2 separate regions of the Sus scrofa genome follow, and region 2 is linked to region 1. A link is a contact called in public Hi-C data. All regions are on one chromosome and are shown on one strand. The core of a region is the stretch at or near the end of the contact, and the rest is flanking DNA. Distances in the headings are between cores, read along the strand shown.

What was found. Hi-C and Micro-C count contacts between places; a contact is called where the count stands out from the background.
Region 2: a contact with region 1 is called in a Hi-C map of adipocytes, with 2.6 times the contacts expected there. The contact joins the promoter of ZNF488 here to the enhancer-like site in region 1. A contact is called at or near these places in 1 of 5 promoter capture datasets (liver), 15 of 47 Hi-C or Micro-C datasets (adipocytes, adipose tissue, brain and 10 more) and 1 of 2 datasets of contacts at active chromatin or transcription factors (skeletal muscle).

What each region holds. Positions count from the first base shown.
Region 1 is chr14:88,311,093-88,318,528 of Sscrofa11.1, reverse strand. No RefSeq gene overlaps it. Among named protein-coding and RNA genes, the nearest start is that of ANXA8, 23 kb to the left of the region's middle. Within about 2 kb of position 2,523, at least 7 of the 83 cell types and tissues checked have an H3K27ac peak or open chromatin away from gene starts, as enhancers often do. A contact at or near this core is called in adipose tissue, mesenteric adipose tissue and omental adipose tissue, where this site is marked.
Region 2 is chr14:88,469,106-88,475,656 of Sscrofa11.1, reverse strand. ZNF488 (zinc finger protein 488) reads right to left here and starts at 1,519. Exons shown (of 6, transcript XR_002338455.1): 1 at 1,385-1,519.

The DNA.
Region 1 (7,436 bases), core at 1,274-3,773:
TCAGCTGAGACTGTCCCTGGCACTCCCACATGTGGCCTCTCCAGGATGGGGCCTCAGGCTCATGCGCGTCCTTACATAGTGGCTGTGTTGCCTTTTGTAACGTAACCTCATGCAGATCACTTCAACTGTGCCCTCTTGGTCAAAGACATCACAAGCCAACCCAGCTTCAAGGGAAGGAGACTTAGGCCCCAGCTATCAATGGGAAGAAGGTCAAAGAATTTGAGGGCCATTTTCTTAAACCTCCGACATGCAGCTTAAAACATTGAACAACTTGTGCAGCACAGGTGCCCTGTGTGCACAACTCTAGGGCTGAAGCAGCAGCATGTAAGAGACCCTGCAGGTCCGGACCTCAATCCTTAGTGCTGAACTGTGGGGCTGTCTGCAAGGCCTCAGGCAAGGCTCTCCAGTGGTGATGATTCTGTTTTTCTTTCCTTTGTTCAAGTCCTCCCCCAGAATTCCTTTCAGTGCTGAGTCACTGTGTCACTTTATTTACATCAAAGCCCTTCAGAAAGAACTCAGAAGACCCCTGTCATCCTTTGGAATGCTGGTTCTCTGGGCAGAGGACTCCCTTGTGGCCCATTCAAAAGCTGGCCCGTGTGTCCAACAGGAGCCTCAAGAATATCCGTGACCAAGGAGACAGCCCAGGAAACGTGGTCATGTCCAACTAAGTGCCCAGCAAGGGAATCTGTTTAGCAGAACCATGCAGTTCATCCATTACTCCAGATGGAGCTGAAAGGAGCTCTCTCGTCCCCACAGGGTCCAGGAAGCAGGGGTCTCCTCAGATTAGAGAGACACTCTCTCTTCCAGGGGTCACAGCTAGAGCATCATAGGAGGTCACATGGCCCCCTCTGAGCTGGCTCCTGTTCAGCTGAGGGCGTTCTCTAGAGAAGGGGCTGGCGAGGTGTTATTAGCTAACTCTGGTGGTGGTTGGGGAAGGGGGCACAGGCTGGCAAAGGGACTTGGCCATGACACTGGTAATAATCCGCTGTACCTCTAAATCATTTTTGCTGGAATAAGCTTTTGGGTACTTCTGACAAAACAGGTGCAGGCACATTCCTAAGGTACTTTTGCAATTGCTTTTGGGGATTTTCTTTCTTTTTTAAAAATGTTTCTTCATACTTAAAGATAACTGGGGGGTCTGATCAGTTTGATTTCAGCAAGGAAGGAGAATGAGAGGGTCCATATGCCCTGCTTGTGGCTCTATAACAAAAAGTGTTGTGTTTTCTCTCTGCAAGACATCATGTATTCATGTACTTCCTCATTATCCTCGGATCCAAGGTTTCCTATTCTCTGAAGTTGGATTCATTTTCTTCCGTTGAAATGCCTGGTAGGGGAGGGCAGAAGCTGATCTAGTGAACTGAGTTCAGAGTTTGCCCGAAAGTGTGACTTGAGACATTTTCCTTCAGAACAGGAGTCTGCGAGCTATCCAATGCCCTTTCATAAATCCCTTTCTGCTAAGTGTCTCTATTGTGTATAATCATGGCGTTTATGGCATCAGAGGATAGTTATCTGTTTAGGTTCTCCTTCCAAAAAGCTATGAGCCCCTTGAGATTTTGTTCCTTTGGGAGCATGCAGTGCCTGGCACACAGCAGACACTCCATGAATGTGTTCGAATGAACGACAACAAACAAAAGTGTGGATTTTCGGGAAACAGAAGACTCAACAGCCATCGAGACTGAGCTAATTTTTCATCATCTCTGATTCTGAGAAGATGCTCTGGGCTTTTTGGACTTCCCAAGGGGGGACCCCTACTCAGTGAACCCAATGCAAATAGTCCTGAAACCAATCTAATGAGCAACTCTTTTGGCACCGACTTGGCCCCAGGCCCTGTTTCAGATTCTGACACTGCTATGACAAACAAGCCCTGCAGAATCAGACCCTAGTTGAACCCTTTTTAAAAGATCTTGCAATCCCTGACCACCAGTCCCAATGGCCAGAACTAGCTCTGCCCACCAGTGTCGGTTTCTTGCTGCCGGGTGATAGGTCTGGCATTGCTGGACTTGAATTTTTCCAGTTTCTCCTTGAGCACGGCAAGAGTCACCTTGCTGAGGGTTGAATATTTGGACTACATCAGGATTCTCTTGGTAAGACACAAAAGGAGGAATCAAATTGAGGTCAACATCCTGTGTTGTCTGTTACCACGGCCAAGCACACTACCTGCAACAGAGTTGGAGCTGGCCAGGTAAGTCTTCATTAGGAAGGTTAAACTTGATAGCATCTCAAAGGATGGCTTAGAGCTTATCAGTGAGACAGGACAGGGAAGAACATTCCAGGCAGAGGAGGAATGCAAACATACTAAGAAGTCTGGTCTCCATCACACAACAGGAATGGTATGTTCCTGGCACTGGAGGTGGGATGGTCAAAAGATAAAAATGTTGTCAGAGGCCAAGTCAGGGAGGGCTCGAGCCATCAAGCTGAGAAGTTCAAACTGTTTCCTGGCCAACAGGGGCCTTTCAGGGGTCAGGCAGGGGGCATCTGGGATGGATCTGAGCAAGATTCTCCGGAAAGTAAATGTGCCTGCCTGAGTCTGGAGGTGGGGAGCACAGCACTGAAGCTATTGCAACTACAGATAGCAATTCCCTCCATCCTCCCAGCCTTGTGCTTTGTGGTCCTGGGGGTGACTCCCAAGGAGGAAGCTTGCCTTGGCCACTCTCCTGATTCTGGAAAGTCTTTCCCCATAGTTGTGATAGAGCCCCGGGCCACTGTGTCTCTGTCCTCTAATGCGGAGTGAATGCTGATTGCCACAGCTCTCCTCCTCAGCCCATAAATTCTGAAATAGCTCTGTGAGCCCTGAGTCTGTGTCTGAGGTTCTAGGTACTTCCATGGTCTTGAGTGGGTGTCCACGTTCCCACATGGTATTGGGCTGAAGTGGACCCTGTCTGATTCCCCAGTGACCTGTGACTACCTTTGTTCCCCGGCCAGCCCATTTCTGGCTCTGGCTCTGGCCTGGCCCTTGGGCTGCACTCTGATGGGATTCTGGGGCTACCAGCTTAAAGATTAGGGCTTATACTATCTCTGTGATGTCCCCTGGAGCTGGACTCCCATCAGCATCTCCCAGACCAAACCCTGGGGGTGCCTGGAACTCAGCCATGACTGGATGCACTCATCTCACTCTGTCCCGGACGGTCAGCTCTGACCCAGGGCCACAGCTTTACAGCCAAGCCTTCCTCCTCAGAACTCAGTATTTCTCCCACTCCCAGAATGCCTTGCTGCCAGAGTGAGTGGGCGTAAACCCTAACCTCCCTACCCTATTGCCCCCAGCTCTGCTGTCTGTAGCTCCTCATAGACAAGTTCACCATCCCTTACCTCCGTCCCACCCTGTCATAAATTCATCTTCATTGAAACAGGAGTCAGTCATCTAAGTTCTGCCCCTGGCCTAGTGGGACATGAGCCAGCCCACCCTATGTTGCTGACCTATCACTGACCCCAGACTCTGCTGGTTCCCCATGTCTGACTGGGGCTTGTTGACCCATGCTGCCCTTTGTCTCAGTGCCTTCTACCTTCCCAGGCTGATTTTGTTCCCCTGACAGACCCATCCCTACATTTGTATTCTAAGGAAACACACCAGCTGGGGCAGGACCTTTCATACCTTAGGTGAAGCCACTTCTCTGCCAATACCACCCTTGCACAAGCAGGCAGAGCCCAGCACTGCCTGGATGCAGCAGGCAGCACCAAGCTGGCCCAGAAACCTGCTCTCGCAGTGCCCTCTTGTGGCAACTCCAACTAGCGGGAAAGCTAAATGTCAACGTGGGCAGATGGACACCCACTGCCCAGGGTATGTGGGGGCGGGGGAGATCCTGGCCCTCATCAGCACTGGGTGCAGGGAATCCCATATTTTCGTGTACATCAGCTTTTTGGAGTGTCCTCACTGCTGAGCAGTTTCTCCACTTAGATTTTAAAAACGCTCACCTTGCTGTACAGTGGGAAAAAAAAAAAAAAAAAAAAACGCTCACCTGTGCTGACCCTCAGTGGGTCTCTGCTGTGCTCACCCCCTTGGCCCATTTTGTTCCCTTGGGAAGGAACTACCCAAGGCCACCTGGCTGGACACAATCAAGATACACCTTGGGCTTCAAAGCCAGTTATGCTCACACTGACTCCATGTTTTTCTTTAATTAAGCAGTAACTAGGAGTTCCCGTCATGCTACGGTGGAAATAAATCCAACTAGGAACCATTAGGTTGTGGGTTGGATCCCTGGCCTTGCTCAGTGGGTTAAGGATATGGCGTTGCCATGAGCTGTGGTATAGGCTGCAGACTCGGCTCGGATCCTGCATTGCTGTGGCTGTGGTATAGGCTGGCTGCCACAGCTCTAATTTGACCCCTGGCCTGGGAACCTCCAAATGCCACGGTGCAGCCCTTAAAGAAAAAAAAAAGGGGTAGCTATAATAGGAAAGCACCGATAAATTGGACCTCATCAAAATTTCAAGCTTCACCAGCAAGAAAATTGATAGACAAGTTAGAGACTGGGAGAAAGTACTCACAATACATACCAAACAAGGGACTTCATGCTGGAATATTTAAGAATTCCTACAACTCTCAGTCAAAAAAAAAACAAACTTCCAGTTCTAAGAAGAATAAATTCCGGAGTTCTCATATATAGCATAGTGATTACAGTTAATAATACTGTATTATATACTTGCAAGTTGATAAGATAGTAGCTCTTGAATGTTCTCAAAACAAAACAAATGGTAATTATGTGACATGATACAAGTCATACCTAAGGCTGTGATGGTAATCGTTTTGCAGTACATAAGTGGATCAGATCAACACTATGTATACTTTCAACACATACAATATTATATGTCAATTACCTACTGATAAGGCTGGAGAAAAAAAGATTTCCTACAACTCAATAATTAAAAGCCCAATTTTAAAAAGGGCAAAAGGGAGTTCCCTTCGTGGCACAGTGGAAACTAATCTGACTATCATCCATGAGGACACAGGTTTGATCCCTGGTCTCACTCAGTGGGTTAAGGATCCAGCATTGCCGTGAGCTGTGACATAGGTCACAGACCTGGCTCAGATCCCAAGTTGCTGTGGCTGTGGTGTAAGCCAGCAGCTACAGCTCTGATTTGACCCCTAGCCTGGGAACTTCCATGTGCCACAGGTGCAGACCTAAAAAGACAATCAATCAATCAATAAAATAGGCAAAAATCTTGAGAAAACACTTTGCAAAGGAATATATACAAAAAGCACATAAGATGCATATAAAAACTGCATGTGTGCTAAAAATTTCAAATAGGCCCTTCTATTTTGCTGGCAAGAAAGTAAATAATGTAAAAACTTTTGAAAAAGGCTGGTCATCTCTTATAAATTTAAATATATATCCTACTGTATGATCCAGCAATTCCATTCATTTCAAACAAGTGAAAACTCACCTCTAACAAAAAGACTTGTTCAATGTTCATAAAAGCCTCATCATAAAAGACAAAAATGAGAAACAATCCCAATAGGTACCACAAGGAAATGAATAAACAAATTGTGATATATCCATGCAATGAAATATTAACAGGCAATAAAAAGAAAATGAACAATTGGTGCATGTTACAGCACAGAAGAATCTCAGAAACATATTTTTGAGCAAAAGAAGCCAGACGTGTGTGATTCCAGTTATATGAAAACTAATCTACAGTGAAGGAAATCAGACTAGTAATTGCCTTGGGATTCGGGAATGTAGCAGAGATTAACTGGAAGGGGAACAAAGGAAGTTTCTGGAATGTTAGAAATGTCCTAAATCTTATAAAAAGTGGGTTACAGGAGTTCATGCATTCGCCAAACATAATGAATTGTAAAACAAGATTTGTACATTTTGTTGCATGTGAATTATTCAATAGAAATATTACAAATAAAGCTTCTATGAACATTTGAGTGCAGATTTTTGTGTGGACTTAACTTTTAATTTCTCCAATAAATTTCTGGGAATGTGATTGCTGAGTAAGATGATAAATGCTCAGTGGACTCTTAGGATGTTTGGGGTTATTTTTTATTGGAAAAAATGCTGCAATAAACCTCCTCATAAGACTTCATACAGTACAGTCATAGGATAGACTCCTAAAATACAGTGTACGGATCAAAGGGCATGGGGAATTGTAACTGAGATAAATTTTGCCAAATTGCTACCAAACTGACTTTCTCGTATAAAGAAGCAAAGTACAGTTTCCGAACTCTCTCACAAACACAGTAAATTTTCAAAAGTTGATCTTTGCTAATCTGATGAGTAAAGCAGTAATTTGAAATTTTAATTTGTCTTCCCACAACAATAAGTGGTTTTGAACATGTGATGCTTTTTGTATATAAAAAAGGCTTTTGTACTTGTTTTCCTGTGAATTGTCAGTTCAGGTCCTTTCTTCCTTTTAGTGAGTTTAGTGAATTGGCCTTAATCAATTCTCTCTCTCACCACCAGAATGAAATACCACATTTGTTTATCTGTCTATCCACCGATGGACATTTGGGTTGTTCCTACTTTTGCCTATTATGAATAAAACAAAAAAAGATTTTGTGTGGGCATACATTTTAAAATTCTTGGATATATCCCTAGCATTGGAATTACTTGGTCATATGGTAATTCTTCATTTAGAATTTTGATCCATTTTGAGTTAATTTTTGTAAATACTGTGAGGTAATGGTCCAACTTCATTCTTTTGCATGTGGGCATCCAGTTGCCTCAGTATCATTTATCTTGGCACCTTTGCCAAAAATCAACTAACCATAAATGTGAGGGTTTTGTTTCTGAATTCTCAATTCTATTCCACTTCCAATACCAGACTGTCTTGGTTATTATAGCTTTGTAGTAGGTTTTGAAATTGGCAAAATCAGGTGTGCAGCATGGGTCTTCTCTTTCAAGATTGTATTGGCTATTCTGGGTCCCTTTCATTTTCATATGAATTTTAGCATTAGCTTGAAATTCTCTGAGAAAAAGGAAAGTGAGATTTTGATTGGATTGCATTGAATCTGTAGTCCAAGTGGAAGTATTGCCATCTTAAATAATATTAACCCACCCAAATCCATGAATATGGGATGTCTTTCTATTTATTTAGGTCTTCTGTAATATCTGTTAATGGTATTTTATGGTTTTCAGCCTATAAGTCTTGCACTTACAACTCAACCTCAGTCTACTTCCTGCTTTCTCAGCACCTCAAGGTCAATCAGAGGTTAAGCCAGACACAGGTCTTTCTTGGGCATGTGTACAACTCAAGAACATGCATTCTAGAATTCTGGCAATATGCCAGAGCTTTTCCAAGCCCCCATGAATACCTCATTCCCTAATACTTTTTTTTAAAGTGTTTTGGTCAGTTTCTTATTAGCCCCAACTTGTATTACCACTCCAGACTGCTGAATGTTTTTTGACAAATGCCCTCAGATTAGGTCTTTTACATAGAGTAAGTTCTGAGCCATGTCAAAATAAAGTAATCCCTAAGAAGAAAGCTCTTCCAGGGAG
Region 2 (6,551 bases), core at 270-2,769, 160 kb before region 1:
AAAAGCTTCAAGTGTTGGGCAGTGATTAGCAGCTTTAAAAACAAACAAGTTTTCTTTTTACAACTTAAGTGTGTATACAGTATGTGTATATGTGTGTTTGAACACATAGCTATATATGCCATACAAATATTAAATAAGGAAATCATGTCTCTCTGGCAAGATTAAATTTTTAAGAAATGAAAAAAATTACTTTAATATACAATACCTTCTACTGTATTCCTCAAAAACTAATCAAATTTGTTTTTCTATATTTCTTAAGTTTGTGTCTAAGGCAATCCTTGATATTAAGATGAAGCATTTTCACTGTGTGAAAACATTAATTTTAAATGCCACAATAATTGTAATAAGAAGTTTGAATCATTCAACAATGATTGTGAAATCAAATTTTGCATACCAACAGCACTGACAAGTATAGATATACTTTAGAAATTTACAGTTGATTGCTTATTTCAACTCTCACCCTTGCATATGTAAAGCCTTGGTCACCCTATTGTCTTCCCCAAACTGAGGTGTTTTTGTTTTTTTTTTTCCGTTAAAGCTGACCAAACCGCGTTTTAAATGCCACCCTCACTCTCCCCACCGACTTGGCTTTTGCACTGCCTCCACAGAAGGATGGTGTGGCCCCATGTCCCTTAAATGTTCCTGCAAGATTTAGCTTCCTGGTGCTGGCTGTGTCTATTACTAAAGGCAAAATGCTAAGAAAAGGATTCCATAAATGCCTTGTCTTTAAAATTTTCAGTGCACTCTGAAAACTCAGAGATTTTTCAACTTGACCCTTTATGTATTTTTCCCACAATAGGCATTGAACAGGTAACACACCCAGATCTTTGGATAGAATCTGTTGCAGATGCACCGTTATTACCCTAGTGCCCAGCACAAGCCCTGGCTGAAAATAATGGAGCAGCACACCGTGAGTGAAGGGGTGGATGGAGGAATTAAAATAATTGCAGCTCAAAAAGTCAACCTATGATAAATAAATAAATATATATATATATATTCAAGGTTTAATTCTTGCTGAGGGGAAGGAAAGGAGGAAGAAGGTGGGAGGAGAGAGACGGAGACAGAAGAGGAAAGAGAAAGGGAAGGATAGGGAAATCGGTAATAAAAAAATGGACAGGAAAAAGTGAGACAGATGAGAGATAAATACAGGAAGAGATAAAAGACAAAAGACAGAGGCAGAGGGAAGGGTCAGGAGTAGCACAGGAGGGGAAAAAAAAAAAAAAGGAGAGATGGAGAAAGCTGGTAACAGCGGGAGGGCAACAACCGGGCAGTCAAAGGCAGGACTGAGAACTTGCCCTGGGGAAAGGACCGTAGAAATGAGATGACTCCCGACCCCCGCGCCCACTCGCGGCCCTGTCCCGGAGGGCAGGACAGTGGGTCTCACCTCGGCTCTCCTGCGGCGCTGGGCACTGGGGACGCGCTGGGGACGCGCTGGCAGCCACGGCCGCCTGCAGGTCAGAGGCGCCTCGCAAGGGTCGGAACTTGGCGCGCGAGCCCTGGGGGCTGGCCGGACCCCGCCTTCCCGAGCCGCTCCCGCCTCTGGGGCGGAGCCTCGGGCGCCGCCCCGCCCCTGGGGGCCCAGGGGCCTTCGGGGAGGGGCCTGCGAGTGGGCTGAAACCGCCGAGAGGGGCGCTGAGGAGACGCGCTTCCTGGACAACGCCGGCCAGAGGCCCCGAACGCGAGGGCGAGCGCCGGTTTCGCGACCTCTCGGCGGAGCCTGGCCCTCCCACGAACTCAGCTCGGAAGACCCAGGCCCTGCGTCCCACTGGCTCCGGCCTCGCTCGGCGCCTCCCAGCTGAGGGACCGAGGAGGGTGCCCTGACTCGGGCCGCTCCACAGTGCGCTCAGCCGCCGCTGCCTTTGGAGGTGGCGTCTGGGCCACAGCGGAGGCTGCACTTGCCGCTGTTCACTCGCCCCCTGCGCCGCGACTTCTTCCTTTTTGGGTCAGTGGGACCCGGGCGACAGCCAGATTCCTCAGATGGTCCGTGCCTTGCAGCTGCGGATCCTCCGTGCGTTGCCCAGCTCCCAGGACTTTCCTCCCCGTCCAGGCTGAGCGCCGCGGGAGCTCCATCTTTGTGGCGCCCTGAGAGTCTCCCAGACTTCGCTGGAGCAGAGCCTCGGCCTCTTTGCCTTTCCTGGCCCTCCTAAGTTCTGAAATGGCAGCATTGTGCCAAGTAATGGTGAGTTCTGTGACTTCACAGAATGCGAAGGTGTCAGGGAATTTACCTGCCCATGGAGGCTGGGACAGGCCAGGGCCTGAAGGGTGGCGACGGGAGGGAATGCCTTCTGAGTGGCTACATTCAGGCCAGGGCTTGGCCCACGTAGGACTTTCCCCTGTAAGGAGGATGAGGGGAGATGGACGTGGAGTCTCAGGAGTTATTGCAGTGGCAGCCAGGAGAATGGCTCCCATTCAGTTTAGCAGATTAGAGAGGGGAAGAGAGACTCCTAGAGGAACTGAGTCCCTGTTCCTTCCTTTCTTCCTTAACTCAGTAAATGTTCTGGATGCCCTTGAGGGGAGAGAGTGTGGGGATACAAGGTGATAAAGCTCTGTGCTTTTCCTCAAGGTTAGGGAGCATCTTCACACAGATAAGATTGTAAAGGAACAAAATTATGATGAGTCTGAGGTGCAAAAGATGAGATTCAGAATAGACATTAAAGCTCTGGATAATGGTCCCCAAAGCAAACTTTTCTTCTATGAGGAGAGCCCATTAATGAATATGAATGTGAGAAATCAAATCCCTAATGTGCTGTTCACATAGTGAAATTATAGAACTTCTAGGGCCTCGATAATAATCTGTCTACTTAGAATTTTGTATTTAACTGAACTATTATGCAAGAGTGAGCACAAAACAGATATTTTCAGAGGTACAAAGCCTAAGTTGAAACCTTCACAACCTTGGTGAAAGAACTACTAAAGAATGTGTTTCAGAAGGAGGGAAGCTGAACCCAGATGAAAGGAGAAGATTTCAAGAAACAATGACCAACATTGAGGTGTCAGCAGGGTTGGTTTCTATTGAGGCTTCTTCCTGGATTGCATATGGCTCCCTTCCCTCTGTGTCCTCTACTGGGCATTCATTGTGACTGTGTGGGAAGATAGCCATGGTGACTTTTCTTATGAGGACACCAGATCTATAGGATTAGGGTCCAATCCTTATGACCTCATTTAACCTAATCACCTCTGTAAAGGCCCAACATCCAAATGCAGTCACATTAGGATTATATTAATTTGGAAGGAGGGGCACAATTCAGTCCATAGCATTAAGTAAATATTAAATATATTGTATCCAGTAATTTAAAGACTTCATACAAAGAAAACACCAAGTATAGGAGATATACCAAATGTTCAAGAAGCAGATTAGTGTGATCATGTTCAAAGTCTTTCCAAAGACAATGTAATACTCCCTTGTGCATTTTATGAAGCTGGTCTTACCTAATATCAAATCCAGATAAGAACAGCACAAAAATAGGAAATTGATCATAGGCCAAAAAAATCTAAACTAATACTAAACTTAATCCAGCAATACTTTAAAAAATTATCATGGCCAATTTGGGCCTATTTACAAATATTAATATTTGTTAATATTATTTCAGCTGTATTAATTCAGTTGGAGATAAATATATATTTCTCAAAAATTATACAGAAAAAATTTAGATAAAATTCCACACTCATTCATGGAGTTCTCTTGTGGCACAGTGAGTTAAGGATCCAGTGTTGTCACTGCAGTGGTTTGGGTCGCTACTGTGATGTGGGTTCCCTCCCTGGTCCCAGGAATTTCCACATTCCATAGGCATGCCCAAAAAGAAAAATTCAATACTCATTCATGATATCTAGCACACCAAGAATGTTAGTGAAATACCCATATCTGATAAAGGATTTCTACCAAAAGCTTTCCATAAATAAAATAAATAACATTTTTTTGGTTCATTTGGGGGGTTTTGTTGTTTTCAATTTTTTTTTTTAGTTTTATTGAATTATAGTTGATTTACAATGTTGAAATAATTTCTGCTGAACAACAAAATGAATCAGTTAATACATATACACATACCCTTTTTTTCCCCAGATTCTTTTCCTTTATAGGTTATTACAGAATATTGGGTAGAGTTGCCTGTGTTATACAGCAGGTGCCCAATGACCAATAAATATCATTCTTTTTTTAATATGTATAATGATTTTTATTTTTTCCGTTATACTTGGTTTACAGTGTTCTGTCAGTTTTCTACTGTACAGCATGGTGACCCAGTTTCACATATATGTATAGATTCTTTTTTCTCACATTCTCATGCTCCATCATAAGTGACTAGACATAGTTCCCAGTGCTACACAGCAGGATCTCATTGCTAATCCATTCCAAAAGCAATAGTTTGCATCCATTATCCTCAAGCTTCCAATCCATCCCATTCCCACCCCTTCCCCCTTGGCAACCACAAGTCTATTCTCTAAGCCCATGATTTTTTCTGTGGAAAGGTTCATTTGTGCCGCATATTAGATTCCAGATATGTGATATCATATAGTATTTGTCTTTCTCTTTCTGACTTACTTCACTCAGGATGAGAGTCTCTAGTTCCATCCATGTTGCTGCAAATGGCATTATTTTGTTCTTTTTATGGCTGAGTAGTATTCTATTGTATATATATACCACATCTTCCTAATCCAATCATCTGTTGATGGACATTTGGGATGTTTCCATGTATTGGCTATTGTGACTAGTGCTGCAATGAACATGCGGGTGCATGTGTCTTTTTCAAGGAAAGTTTTGTCTGGATATATGCCCAAGAGTGGGATTGCTGTGTCAAACGGTAGTTCTATGTCTGGTTTTCTGAGGTACCTCCATACTGTTCTCCATAGTGGTTGTACCAGCTTACATTCCCACCAACAGTGCAGGAGGGTTTCCTTTTCTCCACACCCGCTCCAGCATTTGTTATTTGTGGACTTATTAATGATGGCCATTCTGACTGGTGTGAGGTGGTAGCTCGTGGTAGTTTTGATTTGCATTTCTCTAATAATCAGGGATGTTGAGCATTTTTTCATGTGCTTGTTGGCCATCTGTATATCTTCTTTGGAGACAAGTCTATTCAGGTCTATTGCCCATTTTTCTATTGGGTTGTTGGCTTTTTTGCTGTTGAGTTGTATAAGCTGTTGTATATTTTAGAGATTGAGCCCTTGTTGGTTGCATCACTTGAAACTATTTTCTCCCATTCTGTAAGTTGTCTTTTTGTTTTCTTTTTGGTTTCCTTTGCTGTGCAAAAGCTTGTCAGCTTGATTAGATCCCATTGGTTTATAATAAATATAATTCTTAATGGTGATGTGTTGGAAGCATTCTTTTTGAAATCAAGAATGCCTCTATTGTAGCTCTGCTCATTGGAGAAGTAGTCAGCACAATGTGTTTTTGTTTTCTGAATTTTTATACTAACCCAACAGATTTTACAGTTAATTTTTGAAAATAAGAGCGCTTAGCAAGTTGAGTGAATATATCAGCCAGTAAATACACTTCTTCACAATACCAATAAACTGTTTAAAAACTCTATTTGAAAATGTCATTTAGACTAGCAGCAGAAATATAAGGTATTAAGAGAAGAGAAATCTTCATAGGGATCTTCACAGGGAAATATAAATGAATGGCATTGAAAAAGACCCAAATAAATGAAGACATTCCCTGATAAGAAGTCTGATTGCTGATTCAAATCCCTCAAAATATATCTGTATATATGATGGTATCATAAACAAATATTAAGAGGGTTTTGGTGGAATGGAGACTTAGGAGTTGATTCTAAAATTTGCATGAATGAGCAAATGGCCAACAATTTCTCTAAGAAAAATTAGTGGGTGATTTACTCAGACCTATCAAGCCTTGCTATAGCATTCTGTGTATGTTAGGTTAAGTAATTGAACCTTGTGTATATCAGATTCTACTGGGTTATCTTCTGTAATAAAACCCAGCTGAAAAATCACCTGAAAAGCACAAACTTTATTTCCCACTCATATATCTCACTGTCCCACACATACATCTCCATCTCAGGTTCTCAAGAGGGAGCAGCACATCACAGCTGCCAGGCTGTCAGGTCTGCTTGAATCACACCTGGATTTTTATAGATTCTGTTCAGACATGCTACATGTTACTTCTATTAACATTTACTTGGTGGAATCAAGTCCAAGCCCACCATGAATGTGGCAGGGAAGCACAATCTTTCTCTGCAAGAGGAAGGGACAGTGAGGAATAGCAATAGACTCATTCACACAATAATAACTTAGTGTAGCATTGGCACTTTCAGTATAAACCAATAGACAGATAAAGGCACTGGAACAGAGAGCATAGGAACAGGCCACACCTATATGGAAGTTGAAACACATCAAAGTGACAGACAAACCACTGAGAGGAAAAAAAAGAAATAGGTGACAAATGGTGCTGGGACAATTTGGTCTCTAAATGGGAAACATGAAATCAGATCCCTGGCAAGAACCACACATTTAAATTAATTCCAGATGGATTAAGGACAATGTGAAAGGCAAATCTTTAAAATTTTTTAAGACGGAGTTCTCGTTGTGGCGCAGTG